2 separate regions of the Mus musculus genome follow, and region 2 is linked to region 1. Evidence: chromatin contacts called from public HiChIP or PLAC-seq data. All regions are on one chromosome and are shown on one strand. The core of a region is the stretch at or near the end of the contact, and the rest is flanking DNA. Distances in the headings are between cores, read along the strand shown. Region 1 overlaps Fyb2 (FYN binding protein 2). Region 2 has its middle 9.6 kb from the start of Prkaa2.

Region 1 (3,303 bases), core at 184-2,683:
TGAAAATAGCTTTGGAAACAATCCGGGGCACTTCCGCTCTGGATGGACCAGGTGAGCTTCATTTGGTAAGCACACGGCAAAGCCAAGCCTGTGCTATTGTGGGAACAATCAAAGATGAAAGGTGTAGTGTCCCCTAAACAGAACAGGCTTATCTCCAAGATGGAAAGGAGGGGCGACCAGACACCATCAACAAAGTAAGTGCCACTTCAGAAGGATGAGGCCGCCAGGGTCAAACACTTCTAAGGCCAGTTCCCTGCATGTGATGTTATGAGGTCTCCATTTAGCCAAACTTGGAGAACAACAGGTGTCTCTCATTCACTTTTTATTTTATAAAATCACGAAGAGTTAATGGTAGTGGTGACACAAGAGGCAAATACTTCTCCCACATGTCCCTGTGGCACACACTGATCTGAATTCCTGTTCACCTCCGTTGGATTCCCAGGTGCAGACAGAAACCAAGCACAGAAAGCCTAAGTGCATCCCTCCCTCCAGGTCACAGGTCAAACCAGGAATTTGATTCATGCAGCCTGGCTTTGGGGCTCACGTTCACCCCTGAGTCTATCAGTACACTAGCACCGGGAAGGCCACAGAAGCCAAGAAATTATGCTCTAGTAATAGGGGTAACCATAGCTGCCAATGCTAACTAACATAGAAACATCTTCAAAATAGCATGTAGACAGTCACCTTCCATGAATCCAAGAGCTGGACAGTAGGAAGACTGCCTGTATTCCTGGAACCAGGGATTAATACCTAAGACCACTAGGAAAGGCTAAAGACAGCACAAAGCAGTCTGATGCCCCCTCGCCTGCCCTGGGAACAGATTCAACCTGAAAGTTAAAGCCCCTGATGTGGGTATAAGGGTTGACAAGTGTAGCCTATGTCCGCAGATATCTGCATCCTATGGGGTACTCCCCATATGCTTTAAGGAAGGACTCTAGAACTTCTGGAGCTACAGGTCAAACTCCTCTCTTGTCATGTCTCCACCCATAAAGACAGGAAGACAGCCACCAAGCGTCCCCCGGTGGTCATGTGCCTCCAGGCACTGATCTGGGTCAGTTCTGCTTGCTTATCACCTTCTAACTTATCTCAACTGCCCACTGGCTCTCCGAGCCTTTCCATTTTCTCACAATGCAGGCATTCTATCCACCTCTGTTATCTTCAGCTGATAGCTGGGCCTGCTAAGTCGAGCAACCCTAAACACTCAGCGACTGTTCCTTCAGTGAAGGTGGTTATGGAAACAGCCATCTAACCACAAGGTTGAATGTTTTGCCAATAAATATGTAGTGGCATCATGGATCAGTTTGGGGCCCTGAGGTGGCTCAGTGGGTAAAAGTCCTTGCTTTGAAAGTCTGGTTGCCTGAGTTCAACCTGACGAACTCACACAGTCAAGTAAGGTGGCTTGAATCCATAATCCCAGCACTCCCCCAGCAAGGCAGGAAACAGAGACGGGAGAATCTCCCAGAATCCTCCAAACTAACTAGCATGTTGTTTGCCAACCGACAGAATTACAAGGTGGGGAGAACGGATTCCTGTGAGTTGTCTTCCAACCCCCATATCTGCACTCACACACGCGCACACACACACACACACACATACACACACATACATAGATGCACACACAGAGACAGGAAGGCAAGCAGAAACACAGACAAGCACACAGACAGACTAGCAGACACACAGAAATAGGCAGTCAGACAGGCAGAATCAAAGACACATACACAGACAGGCAGGCAGACACAGAGACACAGACATATGAGCGTGTACTTGCGCACGTGTGCAAACACACACATAGACAGACAGGCAGGCAGACTCATAGACAAGCACAGAGACAGGAAGACAGACAGGCAGAAGAAACACAAACACATACACAGACAGGCAGAAACAGACATGTGAATGTGTGCATACACACACACACACACACACACACACACACACACACACGACTAAGTATGGTGAAGCCCACAGGAAGGGAGATGAAATATTTTCACTGAAGGGGAGGCTCTGAAGCCATTCTGGGTGCATGGGACAGCATAAACAAAAGCAGGGGGCATGCAGGTCCTTTACATTTTCAAGGGAGGCAGATCAGAGCAACCAGAACGTTGCAGAAGTGATGGAAGAAGAAAGCCATGCTCACTGAGGGTCTTCTGAGCCTTTGAGGAAGACATGACCTTGGTTGCTTTCGCAGGTGTTTTGATGCAAAGCCTTTCAGAGGACAGAAACAACAATCCTTAGTCTATATCTACAGACTTTTCTTTGAGAAAGCCTTTCTGTTCATTCATCAGAAATCAGACAAACACTGGAACTGGAATTCAAAGGTCCTAATAGTATTTTCATAGCAATATAAATAATCCTCTTTCCAGTGCCCCAAATGAATACTAATGACCAACTTTTTCCTCATCAAACCCTGCCCATTCAGGTCTTACGAGTCCCAGAACCTGCTTCATTTCTCTATCTTTGGGAAGTTGCTGGGAATCCTGCCTTAGTCAGGGTTTCTACTGCAGTAGCATGCTATGTGCTCAGACATGCCACTGTTTCCCTAAAAAACAAACAAACAAAACAAAACAAAAAATGAGTGCTCGCCTAAGGTACCACATGAGACACATTGACCAGGCACTGTCTTGGGATGCCTCTGGTAGGCTTCTGATACCAAGGCAGTTATGACAAATCAGTCATCTTAAAAGCTTGCTGCACTTGGGAGATGTGGGCGGGGCATTATGGAGGGGTTCCTATTCATTTCCCAGGAAATTCTTCAAGGCTGGATGAAGGAGAACAAGGCAATCAGGCTGTGCCAGGAACAAAAATGGCAGCAGTGGCTGTAGATAATACCTAGCAGTTAGTCCAGTGGCCATCGGCTTCAGCTGATATTTTTGCACTTATTTTCCCACTGGCAATTAGCTTCACTCGAACAAGCCTTCGGTGACTCAATGATTCTATAATATATTTCCATAACAAGTTTTTCACTCTCTTTTCCAAAGCTGGCATTTCCCCCTGCACTATTAATCAGATAATGCGCTGTGTTAGTTAGGGTTGCTATCGCCATGACAAAACGCCATAACCAAAAGCAACTTGCGGAGGGTTTATCTCACTTCCATATTACAGTCCATTACCAAAGGAAATCAGGCAGGGAATCAAACAGAGCAGGAAACTGCAGACAGGAGCTGATGCAGAGACCATGGAGGAGTGCTGCTTACTGGCTTGCTTCTCATAGCTTGCTCAGCCTGGTTTCTTATAGCACTCACAGCCACCAGCCCAGGGGTAGCACTACCCAAAATGGGCTGGGGCCTCCACCATCAATTACAAGTT
Region 2 (3,496 bases), core at 905-3,404, 180 kb before region 1:
GATTGGTTGTATGTGGGCGTGTGAGGGACGGATTCACGAGGGAGGTGAGTTTCGAGAGACATGGAGATGTCTGTGAAGTAGATTGTGACGAGTATCAAAGAAGGGAATTTAACCCTGATAGCAAGAGTAGGGAAAAGCAGACTTCAAAGCAGAACTGAAGGGAGTTTGACATAGGTATTGATTATTAAACAACACATTGTTAGACTATTAGAACTGCTGCATCAGGAAAAATAAGGTAAGAGTCAAAGCTGGCAGGACCACACATCATAAGAAACCATACATTTAGACTTTCGATGGAAAATTATTTTGTAGTGATTTTTTTTCAAGCTGAATTTTGCCCACTATGGTTTTGAATTCTAAGGAAGTATGTAAAGTAAAATAAAATAAAATAAAATAAAAAGCACACCCAGACGATTGATTTAAGAGGTGCCTAGACTAGGCTACCTATCTTTGCATGTTAATCTTTAGGTAACATAAAGTCTTTGAACACGTTTGGGGAAGGGAGTGATAAGCTACAAAACGTGCTTCATGTGATCCATCCTCCTGCACTACTGAGCCAGAAAGCCATTTTCCCCTTACCCATAAGTATTCATCAGTTTCTGTTTATCCTCTTTATTTCTCAGTTCCATCCCCTTCGCCTCCTTCCTTATAGAGGCTTCCACTAGAATGAGTTCTCATCATTCGATCCCTGATGGAGAGCAAGAGCCTCTAATGCATTGCTCTGCACTGTGTAGTCGGTCCTTCCCAGGCACTTGGCATAGCGCTTAGTTCAGTTTTTAAATTTACTGACTACACACGGTTTTCACTGGAGTGCAGTTTCCTGGAGAGTAGAGTGATGAAGCCCGGGAGGGCTGTCACACTGAGAGGATTGCTACCTGTTCTCAGGTTACTCACTCTTTTATACATTAGCAGGTTTCCCTTTCAGCTTGGGCAAGCCCATCAGCATACCAACATGCTATAGTTTTCTTCATCTTAAAAAAACAAAATCAAACAAGAACTCTCTTTGTCTCCACTTATTTATTTGCTATTGCTACTGTCTTCATAGTTGAATTCAAATATGTGGAGCTGGGGAGATGGCTCCCTGGGTAAAAGTACTTGCTGCCTAAGCATGAGGACTATGTTCCTGTTCTCAGACCCAACCTTTAAAAAAAAAAAAAAAAAAAAAAAAAAAAAGAGCCAGATGCAAAGTACAAACACCTGCAATCCCAGCATTCCCATAGGAAGATGAGGCAGAGACAAGAGAATCCCAGAAGCTCACGGGCCAGCTAGCCTGGCATGTGCAGTGGGAAAACAACCAAAGACCTTGCCTCCGACAAGATGGAAGACAAGGACCAACACTCTTCCCACATCCACACATGCACCATGCATGCACAAATGAGTGCAGGGTGTATGTGTGACACACACACACACAGAGGCAGGAATACCCACACCTCAAATACATCTCTGCTCCTTTTCATAGCCAACTTAATAGATATACTTCTTCCCTTTTTTCCAGAAACTAATTTCACTTACAAGTTCATCTTCATTACTTTCCTTGTGGTTTGTCAAAGTCATCAAACCCATTAGAAACTCTCCATTATCTTGACCTCTGATATCTTGGCTGCATTAGATAGAGTAGATAACAGTGTCTTGAAATAACTGGTAACACATCTTAAGTTTCCACCTAACTCAGTGGGCATTCCTTAGAGACCTTCGATGGCACCTCTTCTTTTCCATGTCTCCAAATCTGGAATAAATAAATCCTGCTATCTCTTCCTTTGCTCTCTATATTCACTTCCAAAGTAAATCCAAGACTGAACTCTAGTCCTGCGTATAAAGGTGGATGATTCTGAAACGCCGTCATGGTTACTATTGTCCACTTGACAGGATCTAGAATCACCAAAGAGGCAAACATCTGGGCTTATTTGTAAAGGAATTTCTAGACCAAGTTAACTGAAGTGTGAAGATTCATCCTAAATGTGGGTAGCACTGTTCCATGGAAAAGGAAAGAGGGAGTCTACCCTCATCCCCCCAATACCTCCCAAGTGTGGATGCAGTCTAACAAGCTGCCTCACCTTTCTGCAGAATAATGAACCACACCCTCAACTGTGAGCTAAGACAAACCTTTCCTTAAGTTGCTATTATCAGCTACCTCGTCAGAGTACTGAGAAAAAAGTGAACATGTACTTACATTTTGAGATTAGATAGACCTTCCTCTCCATTGTGCCCTTTTGCGGTTGACCACAAGCCTTGCTGGATTCCTATAAGGCATTATGAACTTACCACAGTTGAAGCAGAAGTTTGTCATCTAACAATTCCCTTCCCATCCCTAATTTTTCAGAAAAAAAAATTATATCCCTTTTGTAAAATCAAAAGGAAAAACATTCAGTTGAGCTATAGACATGGAAGAGAGGCTGCCCAGTAGAGGAGGCCTTAGGTTCAAGCCCCTGAGAGCCAAGTTTTTGGTTCTTCTCTTTTTGATCTTTATACATTTCATTCAGCCACCAGCAACCTTATGTACTATCTTCAGTCTTTCTACTGTATTTTAGTGCCTTTCTTCATCTGCACTAGACCATCCCAGTAAACCTATATCAGCTCTCATCTGGTCTACAACAGCCTTGCATCAATTCTTGTATCATTGCTCTCACTGCTTAGACAGTTTTCCACATAAACACACCAACGGACCCTTTACATTAGTCACATCATCGTGTCATTCTCCTGTTTGAACGTCTCCTGATGCATCCCTTCTAACTGTGAACTTCTCGACCCTCTTTCATGTTTGTGCTAATGAATCATATCTAAGCTCTGGACGAGCTTTCTCTCCGGTCGTCTGGTATATGCTGTGTGTTGTGAACTTGCTGTTCCTTCTGTCTGAGATGGATTTATCCATAACATTCCAGAAGTGCCTTCATTCATATAAGTCTCCCTTTACATGATTCTCAAATGCTGCATTCCCAGACTTTCTCTGACAACTAAGTACAAGTGCTTGGTCAGTCTCTTCCTCTTCTCTCTGAGATTATTGACTTAGCTTTGGGTTTCCAGGCAGCACCCACCACTAGCATTACATTGTCTTTTATGGTTGGCTGATTCTAGCAGGAGACTGCTAGAATGTGACAAACACTTGCTTATCAGAGTCCAGTTGGGCCTCATTGTTGGGCATGTCCTTAAGAGGCCAGTTGTAACAAGAATGCTCAACCCCACTATCTAATCAAATCCCTTACCCTCCACTCCCTCTCTTCCAGGTAATGTCTGATCACATGCCATGCTGTCACCAGAAAATCTTATATCAGTTTAGCAAGGAATTTCCCTAGTTGATTAGCAGTATTCCATCTAACAATACACCCCACCTGTGTAGACAGAGACCTTTTGGGAGTTGATTTCAATCTCTTTTCTTCCATTAACCCCCACAGTAACCACCCCTATACCTATTATAAGAGTATTAAGTAAGGGCTGCTTTCCTGTCTCCAGTGAAGGTCTGGGCTTTCTTCAACAGATGCTACCATTCTGAGTGAAAATA

The links. HiChIP or PLAC-seq counts read pairs in DNA pulled down with a chosen protein or histone mark.
Region 2: a contact with region 1 is called in an H3K27ac HiChIP or PLAC-seq map of extraembryonic endoderm stem cells. The contact joins two enhancer-like sites. A contact is called at or near these places in 4 of 484 Hi-C or Micro-C datasets (cortical neurons, embryonic stem cells and stem cell-derived neural progenitor cells) and 3 of 115 datasets of contacts at active chromatin or transcription factors (extraembryonic endoderm stem cells, stem cell-derived neural progenitor cells and trophoblast stem cells).

The regions. Positions count from the first base shown.
Region 1 is chr4:104,937,616-104,940,918 of GRCm38.p6, reverse strand. All of the region lies in intron 1 of Fyb2 (FYN binding protein 2), which reads right to left. Among named protein-coding and RNA genes, the nearest start is that of Fyb2, 26 kb to the right of the region's middle. Within about 2 kb of position 1,433, at least 6 of the 459 cell types and tissues checked have an H3K27ac peak or open chromatin away from gene starts, as enhancers often do. A contact at or near this core is called in extraembryonic endoderm stem cells, where this site is marked.
Region 2 is chr4:105,117,754-105,121,249 of GRCm38.p6, reverse strand. No RefSeq gene overlaps it. Among named protein-coding and RNA genes, the nearest start is that of Prkaa2, 9.6 kb to the right of the region's middle. Within about 2 kb of position 2,154, at least 4 of the 459 cell types and tissues checked have an H3K27ac peak or open chromatin away from gene starts, as enhancers often do. A contact at or near this core is called in extraembryonic endoderm stem cells, where this site is marked.